Linked DNA regions of Mus musculus: region 2 is linked to region 1. Evidence: chromatin contacts called from public Hi-C data. All regions are on one chromosome and are shown on one strand. The core of a region is the stretch at or near the end of the contact, and the rest is flanking DNA. Distances in the headings are between cores, read along the strand shown.

Region 1 (2,700 bases), core at 149-2,648:
TGCAAATGAGAGACCCTGTCTCCAACAACTACAAAATTCTTTTGATTTATGGGAGTTAGAGGTTGGGAACCCATTCATCACTAGAGTGAGATTTCTTTTAGGCTAGCTACACTAACAAAGAAGCTGTCAGGGCCCTTACAAGCAGGACAGGAAGAAAGGATTTAAAAAAAATGGAACCTCATCTTATCAATTATCAGAAGCTTCAGTGCCAAAGAACTTCTAGGGCAAAGTTGCTAGGAGGAAGATGACAGAAAGGGTAGCCTGCTGGACCTGTGACACAGACTGTAGTGGCGCTAGCCACAACCACACTGCAGAGCACGTTGGCTATAAGTTTAAAAAAAAAAAAGGTCACGTGACTCAACGCCAGCCAAGCCCTTCTTATTTGCTCTGCCACTCAGAGCACGTGATACAGAAGTCCCGCCTCTTCTCCTGATCTTTTCTGAATAAAATCTTTCTTCAGAAGGCCCCTCCCCATGGTAAAATTTCCTTCATGTTTTTTTTAAGTGGCCCCATGAGCTTTCATACCCGATCACATCCAGGTTAAACGGGACCAGCTTGATACAACCGAGTGGAGGATAGAGGTATCTTTCCCAAGGGCTTCAAATTAAATTGGGGAATCTGAAAGGACAAGTTTGGTGGCACGTGACTGAACTCTCAGCGTTGAGGAGGCTCCGGCAGGTGGATCAGGAGTTGGATCGGGAGTTGAAGGCTTGTCTGGGCTGTGTAGCAAGACACTGTCTCAAAAAATAACTAAATAATATCCAGACACGCCTTTAATCCCAGCACTCAGGAGGCAGAGGCAGGCAGATCTCTGTGAGTCAAGGCCAGCCTGTTCTACAGAGTGAGTTCCAGCACATCCAGGACTGTTACCCAGGGAAACCTTGTCAGAAACAAACAACAAACGAGGATTCTGTTATCCAAGAAAGGAAGAGTGGCCTCTGAGTGGGCCATGAGGGGTGTCTATTACACCTGGGGACTGGTAATTTGAGGAGGGTAGAAGACAGTGATTGAAACTGTTCTCCATGCCTGAGTTGACTTAGAGCTTACTTCCCTGCATTATGGGGCCAGCAAGGGTGTGAGACTCAGAGAAATGTGACTTAGGGGCAAGAGGCAGCAGGGATATAGAGTCCTCCTCTTGTTCCTGTGTCTGGGGTTCTGCTTGCAGTTGATGCCCATAACATACCCCGATGGCGCCAACAGCTACAAATCCTAAGAGCCACTCAACTTTTTGGGAAGCACTGGTGGGCCGTTAGGTTGTCCTCGGGGAAAGGCTCAATCCTGTCCCCTGGGCAGCCATGCAGACCATTGCAATAACAAATTCACGGTCTCCAGTTTTCCACAGCACCCTGGAATTCCTGTGGTCCCTGTTGGCTCTCTTCCCCGGTTCACCATAGCAACAGCTTTGACTCTTCTGTACTCTCATCCCACGGCCTCCGCCCCTGTCTTCCCTCCCATCGGACTACTCTGCCTCTTCCTTCATGCAGAAAACAGAGGTCACCTGACTTGGAACTGTCTTCCCCTTCATCACTGACCTGACACTAAACTCTCTTCTTTTTCCTTCCCAGCTAGCACGGGTAGTTAGTTGGTATGTCCCATAGAACTTTCTATACCGTCAATGCCTAAAAGGAGAACCACTAGGCATGTGCAGCTGGTGTGACAGAAAACTTCAGGGTTTTATTTTATCTTTTTTATTTATTTATTTATTTTTGTTCTTTTCTTTTTTAGGGTTTTATTTTATATTATTTTATTTAAATAATTTTTTTAATAGCCACATGTGGGAGAGGCTTAAAACTCAGCAAAAAGCCTTATTTATTTATTTGTTTGTTTGTTTATCTAGTTATTTGAAAGCGTTTTTAAATCCAGAGTTTCCCCTTAGTCTTGTGCCACTGCTGAGCAGCAGGACCTAAGAACTCTGGATTAGAGGCGGAGGAGGGAAGGCTGAGAGGATTGCTGCCAGGATCCGCCACGGAGCCACAGAGTAGGGAAAGTACCACTTGGCATAGCTCTCGCCGGCCGGCCACAATGAACTGTGCTGACACATGACACACCTGAGGGGCAGTCATCAATGCAGCCACGTCAGTGTTGACAGGGACGGAGTTGGAAGGAGGAAGAGTCCAACGCCAGCTGCTGCAGGAGGGAGCGGGGAGGTAAAAACCTCCTGTGGTGACGTCATTTCGTGACGTCATCACCGCGCTATTGCAAAGGGCAACAACCTGTTACCTTTATTTTCTCCTTAATCCCAAATGCAAGCAGTCGAAACACAAAGAAGCCCATCTTGGGTAGCTGAACCAGTTCTCTGCTGGTGTTTCCACTCTGTCTCCTAGAACTAAACATCTTAGACCTGATGAATTCAAGTACCACAGTCCCCCGTCTTCAGCCACCTCCACACCACTCAGCTAGCCTGTCCTTTCCAGAGTGTGTGACGTGAATGAATCCTTTCTCCCCAGATGCTGTAGGCTTTGCTCCTACGCCTAGCCCCCACTCTCACCGCGCTTAATCCTTGACTCTGTCTGGTCCCATGGTTTATCTGCCCACACTTGACTAAGTGCGGCTTATGACGAAGCTCTGTACCGGCCCTTAAGTCTGTGACCGCTGACTTATTGGACCGCTGACTTATTGGAGCAGCATTCTTCCTATGGCTTCTGAGGGCAAGGCGCCTCCCGCGCCCCCCACCCCCTTTCCCACTTGCGTCTTCTCATG
Region 2 (2,700 bases), core at 167-2,666, 500 kb after region 1:
TCCAAGTCTCAGCTACTTAACAGCTCCAGGGAACAAGCAGAGGATGGGCTTAGTGATTTCTGGAAGCCAGGCGGAAAACCAGCGAACGTTGGTACAAAGGGATATACCTAGGGTCCTAACCTGTCACTAGGACTAGCCCGGACACAGCAAGACCCTCCTCCATCACGCGACAATTTAATAGCTCTGAAGGTTTTTGTTCAACTTTCCCTCCTGGTTCCCATTGGCACGGAACAATCCGAGAAAACACTGGGGGCCGTGGAGAGCGGGGATGGCGGGTCCTCCGACCCACCTCGGTTGCAGAGAGTCTAAAAAGGTCATATTCCAAACTTGGGCTCGGGGCCAGGTGGAGGAGCCGGAAGGGGCGGGGACACTGGAATCTCGTGTAGTAAATCGAGTACAGCCACCTCCCAGTTCAGGCAAGCCTTCTGCTGGCGTGGCCCTCTCTCTGCAGGCCAGAGCGGCTCCGCCCCACGCTCCGTGGGTGACCAGGAGGCGGGGCACCCCTCGGGGCCAGGAACAACAGCAGGACAAACTGCCCCACCCTACAGCCCAGGAGGTGATAAGGGGCCAAAGAAAGGAGAGAGAGAGAGAGAGGTGGAAAAGACCTGAAGTAGAGAGCAAGCCACAAGTTGGTCCCGGTCACTTCCATCTTCCCCTTTCAAGCACCACGTCACAGCTTAGCGCCTAATTGCTCCCTAAAGCCTGTAGCCCTCCAGGGTACAGCTGACACAGCGCGACTTAAATCAATTAGTGGGAGGCTGGAGGAGATAAAGACCCCAGCCAGATCCAAGGACTCTAACCAGAGCCTTTAGGGTTGATCAGTTGTGTTCCAAGGCTTACCAGGTATCTAAAGTATGAACGAGACCAACCTAGCAAAGCGCTCTTCTCCCCGCCCCCCTTCTCAATAGGGGTGAGGAGTTCAGCCTTCCCAGCAGAAAGCCAGCTCATCGACGGACTTGATGCCTGGCCCTCTGCACCAGCGGGAGCCACGGGACCATTGTGGAGCCTTGCTATACCAGACAGCTCTCTCTGGCAGTGATAAAGGCAGACAGCTGGCACGGGAGGGAGCCTAAAATAACCCAGACAGCTGGGCAAGGGGGTGTCACGGGCCCAGGTTCTGGGCTGAAAATCAAGACACCTGGAACCCTGTCCAGGCTCTGCTCCGTGGTGGCCTCATAACCTTGGGTGAGACATTTCTTCTCTTGGGGCTATTGGTGGGTGGCCCTTAAATCCCGACCCAACCACAGGACAGCCTACGGAGCCCCGGGAACAGCCTGGACTCAAACACTAGAAGAAAAACAGGGCTGGCTGCCTTCCCAAGCAAAGCCAGTTTTCTTTCTCCTTTGCCTGGAGGCTCCAGCACGTGCTTCAGGAAGTGGGCTGGCGGGGAGGAGCCCTGGAGACAGCCCAGCCCCCACCGGCGCAGGCAGCAACCACTCCCAGCAACAATCCTTATCACAATGGAGGCCAACTGGTTGTGAGGTCAGAGCAGGAGTCTGGCCCTCTTAATCTCACTTAATCCTCCCACCAACCTTTTCCAGCAGGTATTGTGGTCTTTTTAACCCGGGGAGGGGGAAGAGAGGCAATGGTCCAAGGTCACTAGCTAGGTCCACATCTAACCTACAGCTGCCAGACTAGAAGCACCCTGATTAGGCACCAATCTGCCTCCAGCAACAACTCAGGGAAGCCTTCCAGGCTCCCCGACTCACACGTCAGCACTCACTGTAGGGGTGAGGAGAAAAGAGAAGACTAGAGGCTGGAAGCTGAGGCCCAAATAGGGGAAGCCAGCAGGAGCCGCGGCACCTGAGGCCAAATGGCTTATCAAAGTAACAAAACGAGAAACACACTAGGGGGCCAGGGGTCAGGGATCAAGGGCCACACCAGTTTCAGCAGCAAAGCTTCCTGCCTAGGAGGAGGGCAAGCCAACTGCTAGCCACCAAGCTGGGTGACATCCCAGGTGCCACCTACTAGAGAGAGTCTAGAAACTTGGTGCTACCTGGAACCTTGTAAGAAGAGCAAGTTCTTAGATGTAACTGCCTAAGAGGGAAACTCGAGAAATGGGCACAGTCGGGTTTAATGGGTCCAACCACTGACTTCTGATGCCGGTGCAGCTGGGGAGACCCTGCTCAGAGACTAAGCACAGACCTCATTGACTCTGTAAGATCACTACAGACAGGTGAAGGGCCAGCCTCCGTTTGTGTCACGTTCTAGAAGCCAGGCTACCGACACCTGGCCTTGTTGAGAGCTCGGATCCAGGAAAAGGAGAAGCCAAGGAAATCTTTTCTCTCGGGAAGCTGGCTACCACTTCACATCTTTTGCTTCTTTGTCTATCCAGCAAGGCAGACATCAGAAGGGGGCTCAGCTGGTCCCCCTAATGGGGTTCAGGAACAATGTCTGAAGCACCACTGGGAAACCTGGCAGCAGTCACCGTCTTCAGAAGTTTCCAGGGCCCTCCCAGCCACCATAAACCACACCACTGGGAAATACTTGGTAGTCCTTGCTCTAGTAAGCTGCTAAATTCGGCATGAGAATCGCCCGCCCTAAACGCCCCACAGCAGAAGCTGACAGGCGGGGCTGGATGGACCCAGCAGGCCGCCCATTTCACACACACAACCGCCACATCAGCGTGGGGGAGGGGCTGCAGAACCAGCCCAGCAGGTTTGGGGATCCCAAGCCGCCCTTCGAAGGCTGCAGGTCAAA

The links. A called contact is a pair of places that touch in the nucleus more often than the background predicts.
Region 2: a Hi-C map of the C2C12 cell line shows a contact between it and region 1, with 4 times the contacts expected there. The contact joins two enhancer-like sites. A contact is called at or near these places in 1 of 484 Hi-C or Micro-C datasets (the C2C12 cell line) and 3 of 115 datasets of contacts at active chromatin or transcription factors (bone marrow-derived macrophages, heart atrium and pancreatic cancer cells).

What each region holds. Positions count from the first base shown.
Region 1 is chr5:122,635,078-122,637,777 of GRCm38.p6, forward strand. No RefSeq gene overlaps it. Among named protein-coding and RNA genes, the nearest start is that of P2rx7, 7.5 kb to the right of the region's middle. Within about 2 kb of position 1,399, at least 67 of the 459 cell types and tissues checked have an H3K27ac peak or open chromatin away from gene starts, as enhancers often do. A contact at or near this core is called in the C2C12 cell line and heart atrium, where this site is marked.
Region 2 is chr5:123,135,210-123,137,909 of GRCm38.p6, forward strand. It overlaps a transcript of Rhof not described here. Among named protein-coding and RNA genes, the nearest start is that of Rhof, 3.9 kb to the left of the region's middle. Within about 2 kb of position 1,417, at least 257 of the 459 cell types and tissues checked have an H3K27ac peak or open chromatin away from gene starts, as enhancers often do. A contact at or near this core is called in the C2C12 cell line and heart atrium, where this site is marked.